Regions from separate parts of the Mus musculus genome. Here region 2 is linked to region 1. A link is a contact called in public HiChIP or PLAC-seq data. All regions are on one chromosome and are shown on one strand. Each heading gives the region's core, a stretch centred on a gene start, on an enhancer-like site or on the middle of the called end of the contact. The rest is flanking DNA. Distances are from core to core; before and after follow the strand shown. Region 1 holds the start of Ikzf3 (IKAROS family zinc finger 3). Region 2 overlaps Gm31317 (a long non-coding RNA gene).

Region 1 (5,772 bases), core at 3,150-5,649:
TTCTGATCAGCTGCTCCAACGATATGAGTGAGCTTCCGGTCCACTGAGAATCCCTGCTTCAAAAATAAGAGGGAGAGCCACGGGGGGAGGGGGGGGGACACCTGCCACCAACCTCTGGCCTCCATATACATGCACACACAGGTTTACACACATGCACAAAACACTCCCACAAGCACAAAAATAAACAAATAAGTTATTAAAAATAGTCGCTCATGGAGTGTGGTAGCCACCTGCAATCCCAGACCCCAAGAGGCTGAAGCAGGAGGATCACGTATTTGAGGCTAGTTTAAGTTACACCATGAGACCCTCTTTCAACAACAGCAAAGCATGAAGCCCATAGGAAGGATAAAGCAACCCACCATTTTCATATACCATAGTAGAAGTACCTACAGAAAGGAGAAGGCTTTGGTAAAACTGGAGGGGAGTGTGGCACTGGTTAGGGGTGAGAACCAGAAGGCAGTAGAGAGACATCATCAAAGGTTATCAGTAGAGTGTCCTTGGTGATGATGCTTGAGCAGAGCCTTGAGACCTGAGTAGTTGGGGGTGGGGGGCCAGGTTGTTAGGAAAGACGTGGAAGTGTGAAACACACTATTAAGTTATAGAAAGAACATCACATCCTACCAGAACCCATGACACTTCTATGGCTGTGGTTGCTCAACTTTGATATTTTAAACCTCTACACACTCATATTATGAAGCAAGAAAGCACCACCTAGAAGCTAAGTCTCTGCTAATCCCTGACATCTAGAACACGGAAAAGGACTCAAAACTGGAAAAAGAAAATGACTACCATAAATTCCACAAACTGAACTAAACAACAGAAGTCAACATCTTTTAAAAAAAAAAGATAGCATAATAAAGAACTATTTAATGCAGGGGCATCCAGTTCTGTGCTGTTGTAAATATCCCATGGGAATGAAAGCTAGAACAGGTTCCCCGTAGTCTATAGGATGACCCGGAAGCACTGAGATCATGTCCTGATATGCACCTTGTTTAAAAAGCAGGAAGCTGTACAAAATATATACACATTTGGGATGGGAGAGATACCTCAGCAGTTAAGAACACAGCTGTCATTACAGGAGACTCTAGTTCTGTTCCAAGCATGCTCGTGGTGGTACACAACCTCTAACTCCAGTCCCACGGGACTCTACACCCTCGTCTGCCCTCCATGAGCACTGTGGGCACCGGACAGGCATGTGTTACATATACGTACATGCAGGAGAAAGATGAATACATATGAAATACAATAAACAATTTATGTAAAAGAGATACACCTTAAAAAAAATCTTTGCATATGGTTAACGTGAAGACTTTAGGACAAGCAAGAAACCCATGGGAAAGTCAGCCTTGTGAATCGCCTGTTCTCTGAGCCACTCCGGATAAAACCGCTGCTTGTGGTAGTATGGACGGACGTAGTGCCACAGAGCCATGCAGCATCGGTGGTCCCTAGCCTTGGGTACAAATACCCCAGGTCCCTGACTGTGGGGAGACAAATGCTATCAGTTTTAATTTGGTAAGCTCTTCAGTTTTACATGAAAGATTACATTTTAATGAAAAGATACAGCCTTATAGATAGAGCCTAAGGTCTCTATTTTAAAGGCTTATTTCATCTGACATCTCCACACAGAGAATGCCCCCCCAAGTCTGTTGATGATTGCAAAGATAAATGGGTGAAAAGGTGATAGGAATGAAGGAATAACTGTGTGCTCTTGCAGTTCACAATAACTGTGGCATATTAGGCAGAAACAAAGGCATCTGACATGAGAAGATATATATAATGCATTTTTAAGTCAGACATTTTTATGACATACATTCTTATATCAGTAAGACAGAGCGCTATGATACAAGTCAAATCTCTCTAACAGCAAATATCAAAATAGTACAAAGTATCTTATTTTAAATATCAAAAACATGAGTCAACAAGATGCTGTGAGTCCTATAATCTCATCACTCAGGAAGCTAAAGCAGGAGGATTGCCATGAGCTCAAGGTCAGCCTGGGCTATAGTGAGTTCAAGGCTAACCCTGCATTGTCTCAATAAACAATCAAAATTAGCCAGATTATTCTAATTAGTCTAGATTATTTTTAGTTATTTTACTACATCAACTATTCTAACCTCAAGGACCTAACATTAAAATGACCAAACTCACATATTAACCTTTTTTAGTTTGCTTTTATTTAAAGACTGAATTTGTGTATTAAATATACCATATGATATCTATCTCTTTGTATCTATTTAATCTAGCCATCCACACTCATAACTTCTTTAAATAATTAACCTATATTCTATACATTCTTGTCTCACGTATAGTCTACAAATGCTGAACTATACAAGTTTTCATTGTCTTTTCCTTCAGGAAGTCTTTATGGGTCCTACTGAAGAGCCTGGTAAGTAGACCCATGTCCTAAAGTAAGCTATTTAGCTTAGTGTCTGTATTGCATCTTGAATAACTAATCAGCTAATAGCATTTGCACAAAAATACTCCAGTTGTGGGTTTACATTATTCCTAATAAACGACACGGTTAAAACTAGGACATGGTATTGGAGAACTGGCCAGCAACTTCAGGAAAAGAGATTATTTGTAATAATTAAAGCATGGGAGCTCGTTTTAAAATAAAGTTTCCTATAGTATACACCATGCCAACCCCCCCACCCCTCTGTTCTTGGATGAGGAAACTTTTACATGTAAAATATTACATTTCATAGATCATTATTTAAGTGTCAAAACAATTTGAAGTTATTTTTTAAACTTTGACACTAAAACATTAGAAGTATACAGGTTTTTTTTTTTTTTTTCACGAGAAAATGTTTGAAGCATCATTCAACAGCGGACATTTAAAAGCTTTGCATTACCACTTGCCATTTTACTGAGAGAAAAAAATATGTTTACATTAGTCAAAGCAGGAAGAAGAAGAAAAGAAGGAGAAGGAGGAGGAGGAGGAAGAGGAGGAGGAGGAGGAGGAGGAGGAGGAGGAGGAGGAGAAGGAGAAGGAGAAGAAGAAGAAGAAGAAGAAGAAGAAGAAGAAGAAGAAGAAGAAGAAGAAGAAGAAGAAGAAAAAGAAGAAGAAAAAGAAGAAGAAGAAGAAGCCACATTTACCAGCATACCATGCACAAGCTGAGAATTAAGGGCTGTGTTCCACTCAATTGCATTGTGAAACAAAGCTTTATCATATTTAACTGTGTTCCAAACTTGTTAATCATATTTCATAGCTTCACATACACTAGAACTAAATAAAGATGCCAAAAGATCAAGGTTCATGTGTTAAAAGAGATTCTTCAACCATCATGAAGAAAGTAACTGTGATATTCATAATATTTACAGACCAACACTTCAATTAGGTAAGCGTCAGTATCTCTCTCCTTTAAACGAATGCAGCGCTCAACTTCTGATTTTCTCAGGGCCACCTCTCCTCCCCCAAAGTTGAGCCACATCTTCCATCTTCAGAGTTTTAGAAACACTTGTTGAAAATGTGAAATTGCACTTATCTTAAGGAAGTTCATACTGCGAGGCTTCTGAGAAGCAAAGCTATAACTTCCGAAATGAATTCAAATGAAACCCTTAACGTGAGCCTTATTTTTGTTTCGGGTTTTTTCCCCCCTTTGGTTTTGTTTTTTGTTTTTTTTTTTAAGTTCATTTGATTTCCAAGCTAACTAACTACAATTGCTAATCATTTTCAAATATGCCCTTAGCCACTAAGACAGTATTCACAGAAAAGTCACATTACAGAAAAGTAGACTCAAGTAACTAAGATTAAACTAATTCCTATGGAGACTGAGACCGCGGAGCGTCCCCCCCACCCCCAACCCGGGGGAGGGGGAGATTATTCCGTCCCAGGTTTGGTGCCAAACTTAGGGACACCCAAGACTGTTTGTCCTTTGCAGATTTAAGGTGACCCATACATATGCCCCCGTCTCACAACCCCCAAGAAATAAAACTGAAGAGAACTTAGCACTTTCCCAAGTTGGGGGAGGGGGTGTCTGAGAACGGACACGCATTTAAATTAAAAGAAATAAATAGAAGCAAAACCGAGATTCAGAAGGAAGCCAGCCGAGCCTCTGAGCGCGCGCCGCTCCGGCTGCTCAAAGCCCCCAGCGCAGCGGCGCCGAGCTCACCTTCCATGTCGCCGCGGGCCGCGCGGGCTGCAGCTGTCGCTCAGGCTCCGCGGCCGCTCCACGTGCTGCTGCCGTGGGGACCCGCGCGGCTGGCGGGAGATTCCGGGCGCAGGGAGGCCCCGGGATCGCTCGGTCGCGTCGGCGCAGATGCAGGGCGGGAGCCGCCGGCAGCCGGGGCGCGAGGTTAGAGCGGCGCTGGCTGGCGGCCGCTTTAAAGCACGCTCCGAGTGCCGCGGGTTCCGCACCCACTTTTGAATGTCAAGCCTGAGGAACCCTGATCGCGTGGAAACAGTGCCTCAGCGACCGTCTCGGGACGTCTACTTGAGAAACACCGGGGATGAGGGCGCTGTCGCAAGGAGAGCCGAGCGGTGTGCGTAAGCCCAACTTCCAGATTTGCCTGACACGGAAGGACCTGGAACTTTTTATCTAGACTCAGGGATGACGGTCTTGAGAACTGTCAGTGAGAACTCACTTCATTGAGTTATTTATGGCGGTCTCCCCCCAACCCCCGTCGCCCTTTGGTTTTTCACTCCAGTTGGAGTGGCCCGCCACTATGATCCCAGCACTTGAGAGGCTGAGGCAGGAGGATTGCCATCAGTTGCAGGCCAGCCCCACATTACAGTATGAGCCATTTCTCAGAAAACAAACTTTAAAAAGTCTTTGGTTCAGATTTATAGATAGTTCAAAAGTGCGTTGGCATTTACGGCTCTCCAACTTTTTAACTTGAGGGAACAATTCTCTCATTTTGCTGTCCTTTCTGAGAACTGGTTGGTTTGCCAGCGCTGAAAAAAGAAAAAGAGAGAGAAAGAAAAAAAAAGACAGCAGTACATATGTGTGTTCATTTCCTACGAATCTTCTTTCCTCTAAATAGGACACTTTACAAAAACCCACGTATGGTGTGTCAGAAGAATACAGAGTGAAGCTATGTGGGGTAGAGGGACTAAGTCAAGGGAAGGTGTTGGTTCACAGAGGCGTGCCAATCAACATCCTTTCCCATCATCTACACTTTAGAGAGGAAAGCATTTGACAGGAGGGAGGGGGGAGAGGAACTGAAGGCAGAACAGTTTTTCAAAGCTCAGCGGTTCATCACGCTGAAGTCCTAAGAGATGGGGCTCAGAGGGGCATTTCTAACGATGCCAACAGGGTGGAAGGAATGGTCCCACTTTCATCATCTTGTTAGTTACACAAATATATTTGAAGCCAGGTATGGGGGTGCAACACCTTTGATCCCATCACTGGGAAGGCAAGAGGCAAGGAGATCCCCATGAGCTTGAAGCCTTCCTGATCTGCACATTGAGTTCCAGGACAGCCAGGGCTTTATAATAGAGAGACCCTGTCTTCAAAAAGACCGACAGATGTGTGCACGTGCGCGCGCACACACACACACACACACATTTGAGAGGAAAGGTTGAGAACTGTACATCAGCCATCTATCTGTATCTGAAGAAAATCATACTTCTGAGCTAAGCAAGCACACTGAAAACATGAACCCGAGCTCACATTAACTAGTGCCTTGGTATATAGGCAGTCTGTGAACTCTATATTCCATGTTTGTGTACATATGCATATATAACACGAGTGGCTCACATTGTCTCTGAGATCACAGAACCATAGCAGCATCTCCACTGACATGAGTTCTGCAGGACAATATGGAGCTCGG
Region 2 (5,609 bases), core at 2,475-4,974, 250 kb before region 1:
CTTTCTTGGCCGTGGTTTGTCTATACAGTAGAATTATTATCTCCCAGCATCAATGGTTACATAATTTACATGTTGGCAGCAGGGCCCTAGCCAAGTTCACCAGAAACAAGAAAGGACGCTGTGGGGCTGGCCTCCATCCCTGTGCTATTTGGGGTGGATCACTTGAGGGAGGTGAGTCTCCTCCACAGCTTTAATTCCTTCAGCTGAGATGACCTGGACCTTGTAGCCAATGCTGCTCCCCTGGTCAGAGTAGAAAGAAAGGCTGCCCCCTCACCTCTGTTCGCGTGTGTGTGTGTGTGTGTGTGTGTGTGTGTGTACGCGCGCTGGGAGGACATATTTAGTGTCAGTTTACACGGGCTCTCTCACCACTCCTGTCCCCAGCCCTAACAGTCTCCCCACTAGGGTCCCATCTAAGGACCTGGTAAATCTTCTATATGGGACCCTCGGAGTAACTCGCAACCACATCCTGGGAAAGGGGCAATTGTTGGAGCGCTTGAGGCCATTTCTTCCAGAGCTGTGACTGGTGTTGTTGAACACACTTGAAGTCACCGCTGCAGTTTTGATGCCTCTGTCTAGATCTGTCTCTTCTGTGAATCCATTCATTCCTTTTCCGATCCACATTTACTGGACCAGTAGGTGACAGTGTGAGAATGGACACCCATGGGGGTGGGGCAGGAAGAGTGCCACTCTGAGTCTCTCTTCTGGTACAGAGGGATCTGCTGTAGCAGGATCTCCCAGATTCTACAATATCAGGACGCTTTTCCTTCTGAACACACTCTTGACGTAGATTCACTCGGGGGAGGGGGCGATCATAAAATCTGAGGCTGTGGCTCTTGTTCTCTGTTTTTATTGGGATTGCCTATTTTTATAACAATCACATATTTTTATGTCCAAGGCAAAAAAAAAACACAGTAAAAACATCACCATGGGGGGGAGTGAATGATACCCTCACACATACCTGGTAATCAAGAGGTAATTCAGCATGTGTGTCTAGCTAGGCCTGCCAACCTGTACTGGAGCCTTGGCCAATGTACCCCGTATACAGCTGCCTCAGTCTCCCCAACCAGCCTGGCTGATCCTTGCTCTTCTGCTCCATTCTCAGTGCCGCCAGCCCTGAGCACTAAGAATACAAACCGTGTGAACCCCTCCATGTGGAGTCTCCAGGCAGAAGAGGAAGCCATGGCCGCCTAGTGGCTGCCAGGGAGGCTGGCAGGAAGGGGCTTCATCAGACATCTCCTGGGAAACAGTGAACTCCCCATAGAAAGGACATTTGACAGTAAAATTCCTGCCTTAGTGTGTTTGTGTCAGTGTTGGGGGCGGGGGAGGGGGGGAGGGAGCTAGGCTCCCTGTGCCCTCTGCCCTTCACTCTCCTCAGGGGAGCCTCTTGGAAGCTCTCACACTGCTTCCCCAAATCTAGTCCTCATATGCTCTGAGCTCCTGAGACTTGAATGTCATCTAGAAAAATGTTCCTGTAGATTCCTGATCCAGGTGGAGAAGAGCCCTGGGCTGAGGGTTGGAGGCCCAGGTACTCTCCTTTTTACCTCTCTGGGTGGCCCTGGCCTGTTTTAGCCCCTTGCTGAGTCTTGGCTGCCAACTTTTCAAAATGAGGGTGCCAGAGAAGATTTGCCACCAGGAGTTCCTGCACTGTGGCTCCTTCAGTGGGGGCATTCAAGCCTTCATTGGGGGCATTCTAAGCCATTCATTTCTGCCCCTGGGACAGCTATCCAGAGGTTAACAACCAGTTGCTTAAACCAGCCTGGCCCTTCATCTGCACATGCGTTCATGTGATTAATTCCTGCTTTTTGAGAGTAATGTTTACTCTGAGAGGGTCCAGAGGTTACCTGAAGTTTTGCAAAAGGGGCATCAGGCACTCCTTGCTGTTTAGTGCAAAGGCCAGCTGCCTGCTATGGTCCTTCATTGACCCAGCTTTCTGGGGAGCTGGAGTGTCCCCACACGTCCCTGGTGTCCAAAGCTAAGTTAAGGAAGAAATCCTTGAAATTCTTGCCCCCTCCCTCACCTTCTCTCTCTCTCCTCTCTCTCTCCCCTTCTCTCTCTCCCCCTTGCTGGGGTGGAATCTGGGCCATTGCAGGTCTATGGAAACACCGGAGGGATCCAATCCACCCCTCTTAGACTGGGAACAGAAACCAGGAATCCACAGACAGAATCAGAAGCGTTTAAGTAAAAGCAAGAGGCTTTGATCCAAATGGAGAGTTCCTTCCTTCCTTCCTGCTGGACTCACCTTCCTTTTCCCTGGGACACCCCCCTCCCATCCCTCCTCAGCATGGTGGCAGGTTCTGAGGGAGCTCCTCAGGCAGGAGAGAACCCTGAGGGAGCAGGGAAAGGAGCCCCTGGGCCCCAGCCTCCTTCAGGTACCACTTAGCCCTCCTGGCCTGTTTGACCTTGGGGCTCCTGACCTTGATCTGCCCTTGGCAGTGGCAGAGAAAGATGGAGGAGCTAAGTGAAGGAGCTGAGAGTGCGGATCAGACAGCCTGGAATAAGGAAGAGCAGGAAGCAGAAGAAGCAGGGGGCGGGGCCAGTGATCTGGCCCTCTGTCACCTTTCCTGAATACCTACTATGCACCAGGTGATGGGCTCTACCCCAGTTTAAACTGGATTGTGCCATCCAGGCCCGCCCCAGCCCTGGGCCGAGGTGTTACAGTCTCCACTCTGCCCTGACAGAGAAGGAAACCGAGACTCTGAGCCTTATGTAATCTGCCCAAGGTCACACAGCTTGTCAGAAGTACAGCCAGGAGCCTAGCCCAGGCCTGGCGGCCTCCAGTGGCTTCTCCTTGCTGCCAGAAAGTCCTCCTCCTGGAAAAGAAGGTCTGGGGTTGGGGTTTTCAGTTCGAGCTCCTGGGGATCCTCGGGCAAATCCATTGTCATCTGCCCTCTCCTCCTCACCCATCTGCCAGGCCAGTCGCGGGTGAGCCCCCTGCCACGGCCCCTGCCCCAGCCCCAGGTGCAAGCTTATCTTTGCCTGGCTCCCCACCTCTCCCCCGTGCACCCAAGGTGGTTCTGAGGTCACCACCCACCCACCCCCGCGCGTGCCTTTAGCGCCTTTAATTCTGCATCGCCATGTCGACTCAAAGTGCATGGGAAAAGCCGGGCCAGAGTGGAGGTCACTTGAAGGTTGAAAGTGGTGGCTCTTTGGGGGCAAAAGATTGGGGTGCTGATTACCTCCCCTGATTTAAAAGAACCCTCCCCAGCCTCCACCCCTCACCCGAGAGACAGCCAGAGCTTTGCTAAGTTAATGAAATACAAAAGAAGGAATCAGAGGTGGGGGAGGCTCCCGAGCCCTGGAAAGCGAGGGAGAGAAAAAGTTGGGTCTCTTCCAAAGAGTTAATGTTCCACAGTATGATCGATTAGGTGTCAGATGTAATTTCAAACCAATACAAGATGAATGGCATAATTTTCCCTCTCTCATTTTAGACAGAATTAAGAATCCATTAGCTAACACAAATTTTTGGCAAGTTTAATAGGAGCTCAAATCTACATTCGGAGGAAACGCTCCCCAAAGCCTGTTTCAAGCTTTTACTTCTTCGGCCCCCTGCCTCCAATGCCCTCAACTCTCAGCAGCCGGCTGCTGTGTCCCCCACCGGCAGCCCCCACTCCTTTCCTGGCCCCCAAATGCCCCTCCCTAACCCAGCCCAAGATTAACTGGCCTGACCCCTCTCACAAAGGCCGGGCCAGCCCACCATTGTCTTGCAGTGGATGGTTGGAGGAAGGGTTGGAGGGGCTGGCAGAGGGCCCAGGGAAAGGAAGGTTTTCTGAATTGGCCCCAGGCTCCAGAAGCACCCTGGGGAGAGAGGTAAATTGGGACCCTGGTCAGTTCCTCAGTTGTAACCCCAGGAAAGTTTTTATCCTAAATAGAACATTATCCCACTCACTCCCCCAGTCTTGCTGTTCCCAACAGTCAATATGTTACTCCATGGAGTGACTATCGACCCATTTCTCACATGAAGAAACTGAGCCCAGAGAGTTGATTGTAGTCAGCTGCGCACAGGATGGACCCTGGCTCTGCTACTCATTGCTTACTAGAACCTAAAGACGCTTGCCCTGGGGCCTCAGTTTCCCTCTGTGGAAAATGGGGAGGGCATCGGAATGGAATGGGATGGCTCCCAGCAGGGCTCAAGGTGCTGCCTAGTGCTTTGAGGCTCTCTTGGCAAAGAGCATCCCTGGCTGTCCAGGCTAGAGCCAAGAGAGTCAGCTCAGTGCTGGCCCAGGGAAGCTCACAGCCTAGTAGGCAGAGTAATTATGGCCCTTACCTTTTACTAGTGGTTTCCTGTGTCAAATCTGGAAACAGATTTTTTTTCAAGACAGGGTTTCTCTGGGTAACCTTGGCTGTCCTCGAACTCACTCTATAGACCAGGCTGGCCTTAAACTCACAGAGATCCATTTGCCTCTCCCTTCCAAGTGTTAGGATTAAAAGGCATGTGCTGCCGTGCCCAGTGGGAACAAACTCTTTACACATATTATTCCTCAACATACCCATTCTCCAGATTCAGAAACTGAGACCCAGATGAAGGTCACCCAATTAGGAAGTGGCAGAGCTGGATTCCACTTCAGAATGCCTGGCTCTAAGGCCTGTTGCTGTTGCTAGCAGTTGGCAGAGGGCAAGGAGGCTTGGATTAGGTCTTTCCCCTACCTTAATTTTGTTTGTTTGAAATAGGGTTTCATGTAGCTTAGGCTGACCTCAAACTTGCTATGCATCTGATGACTTTGAGGCCCTGGCCATCTGGCCTTAGCCTTCCAGGTGCTGGGATCGCCAGCATGGGCAACACACCCTTCAAGTAACCTTGAGACAGGATGTCACTCCATAACCTAGGCTAGCCTCAAACTTACAGCAATCCCCCTGCCTCATTTTCCAAGTACCACAACCCCCTCTTGAATTAGGTCTGAACTGATGAGTGAGAGCTTCCAGGTGGGTAAGGTGCAAAAGGACATTCTAGGCAGTAAGAATTCCACATACAAAGGCACACACAGAAACCCTGGCTAGAGGGCCTGTAAGGACCAGACTTGCTGTAGACAGCAGAAAACTTTGGGCAGATGAGCTGGCCCGTACTCATTATGCCCACAGCTTTGCTGTAACAGTGGGTAGATCTTCCTACTGTTTGACTCCCACAGACAGCTCCGCTCCACAGGCCCTGCTTAGGAATTTTGACTTTGTCCTGGGGTCTAAGAATCATCCCTGTCCCCCAAGTGCCAACAGCTCAGCTTAACTGCCTTGCTGTACACATTGCAGTAACCACAGGACACAGATCCTGTTGTCCCATTGCTCAGATGAGTCACCTGAGGCTCAGTGAAGTTAAGCGACTCGGCTCAAGTTTCAAAGCCAGGCTGCAGAGCCCAAGGCCTGAGCTCTTAGGCAGCCTACTTCTTGCACCCTGGGAAGGGATGGTGAACCCTGGAGGACTTTCCACCAGAGTTTCAAGGGAAGAAAACTCTGTTGGGGGAGGGGACACTCTCTTGCAATCTCAGTACTTTAGAGATCGAGATAGAACGATCAGAAATTGAAGGCCAACCTCGGTTACATAGCAAGTTAGAGGGCAACCTGGGTTACCCAAGACCGTGTCTCAGGGGGAAAAAAATGTGATAGGTGTATAAGGGGTT

The links. HiChIP or PLAC-seq counts read pairs in DNA pulled down with a chosen protein or histone mark.
Region 2: an H3K27ac HiChIP or PLAC-seq map of embryonic stem cells shows a contact between it and region 1, with 4 times the contacts expected there. The contact joins the enhancer-like site here to the promoter of Ikzf3 in region 1. A contact is called at or near these places in 9 of 39 promoter capture datasets (the C10 cell line, the HPC-7 cell line, HPC-7-derived erythroid cells and 6 more), 1 of 484 Hi-C or Micro-C datasets (colorectal tumor organoids), 8 of 115 datasets of contacts at active chromatin or transcription factors (the 230-238 cell line, embryonic stem cells, large pre-B cells and 2 more) and 3 of 9 other capture datasets (adipose tissue, liver and pancreatic islet).

The regions. Positions count from the first base shown.
Region 1 is chr11:98,541,632-98,547,403 of GRCm38.p6, forward strand. It overlaps Ikzf3 (IKAROS family zinc finger 3), which reads right to left and starts at 4,400. Exons shown (of 8, transcript NM_011771.1): 1 at 4,113-4,400. The coding sequence starts at 4,119.
Region 2 is chr11:98,295,322-98,300,930 of GRCm38.p6, forward strand. Gm31317 (a long non-coding RNA gene) reads right to left here. Exons shown (of 3, transcript XR_389006.2): 3 at 3,547-3,795. Gm31194 (a long non-coding RNA gene) reads left to right here. Exons shown (of 2, transcript XR_389003.3): 1 at 1-171; 2 at 1,103-1,294. Among named protein-coding and RNA genes, the nearest start is that of Gm31194, 3.5 kb to the left of the region's middle. Within about 2 kb of position 3,725, at least 18 of the 459 cell types and tissues checked have an H3K27ac peak or open chromatin away from gene starts, as enhancers often do. A contact at or near this core is called in embryonic stem cells and liver, where this site is marked.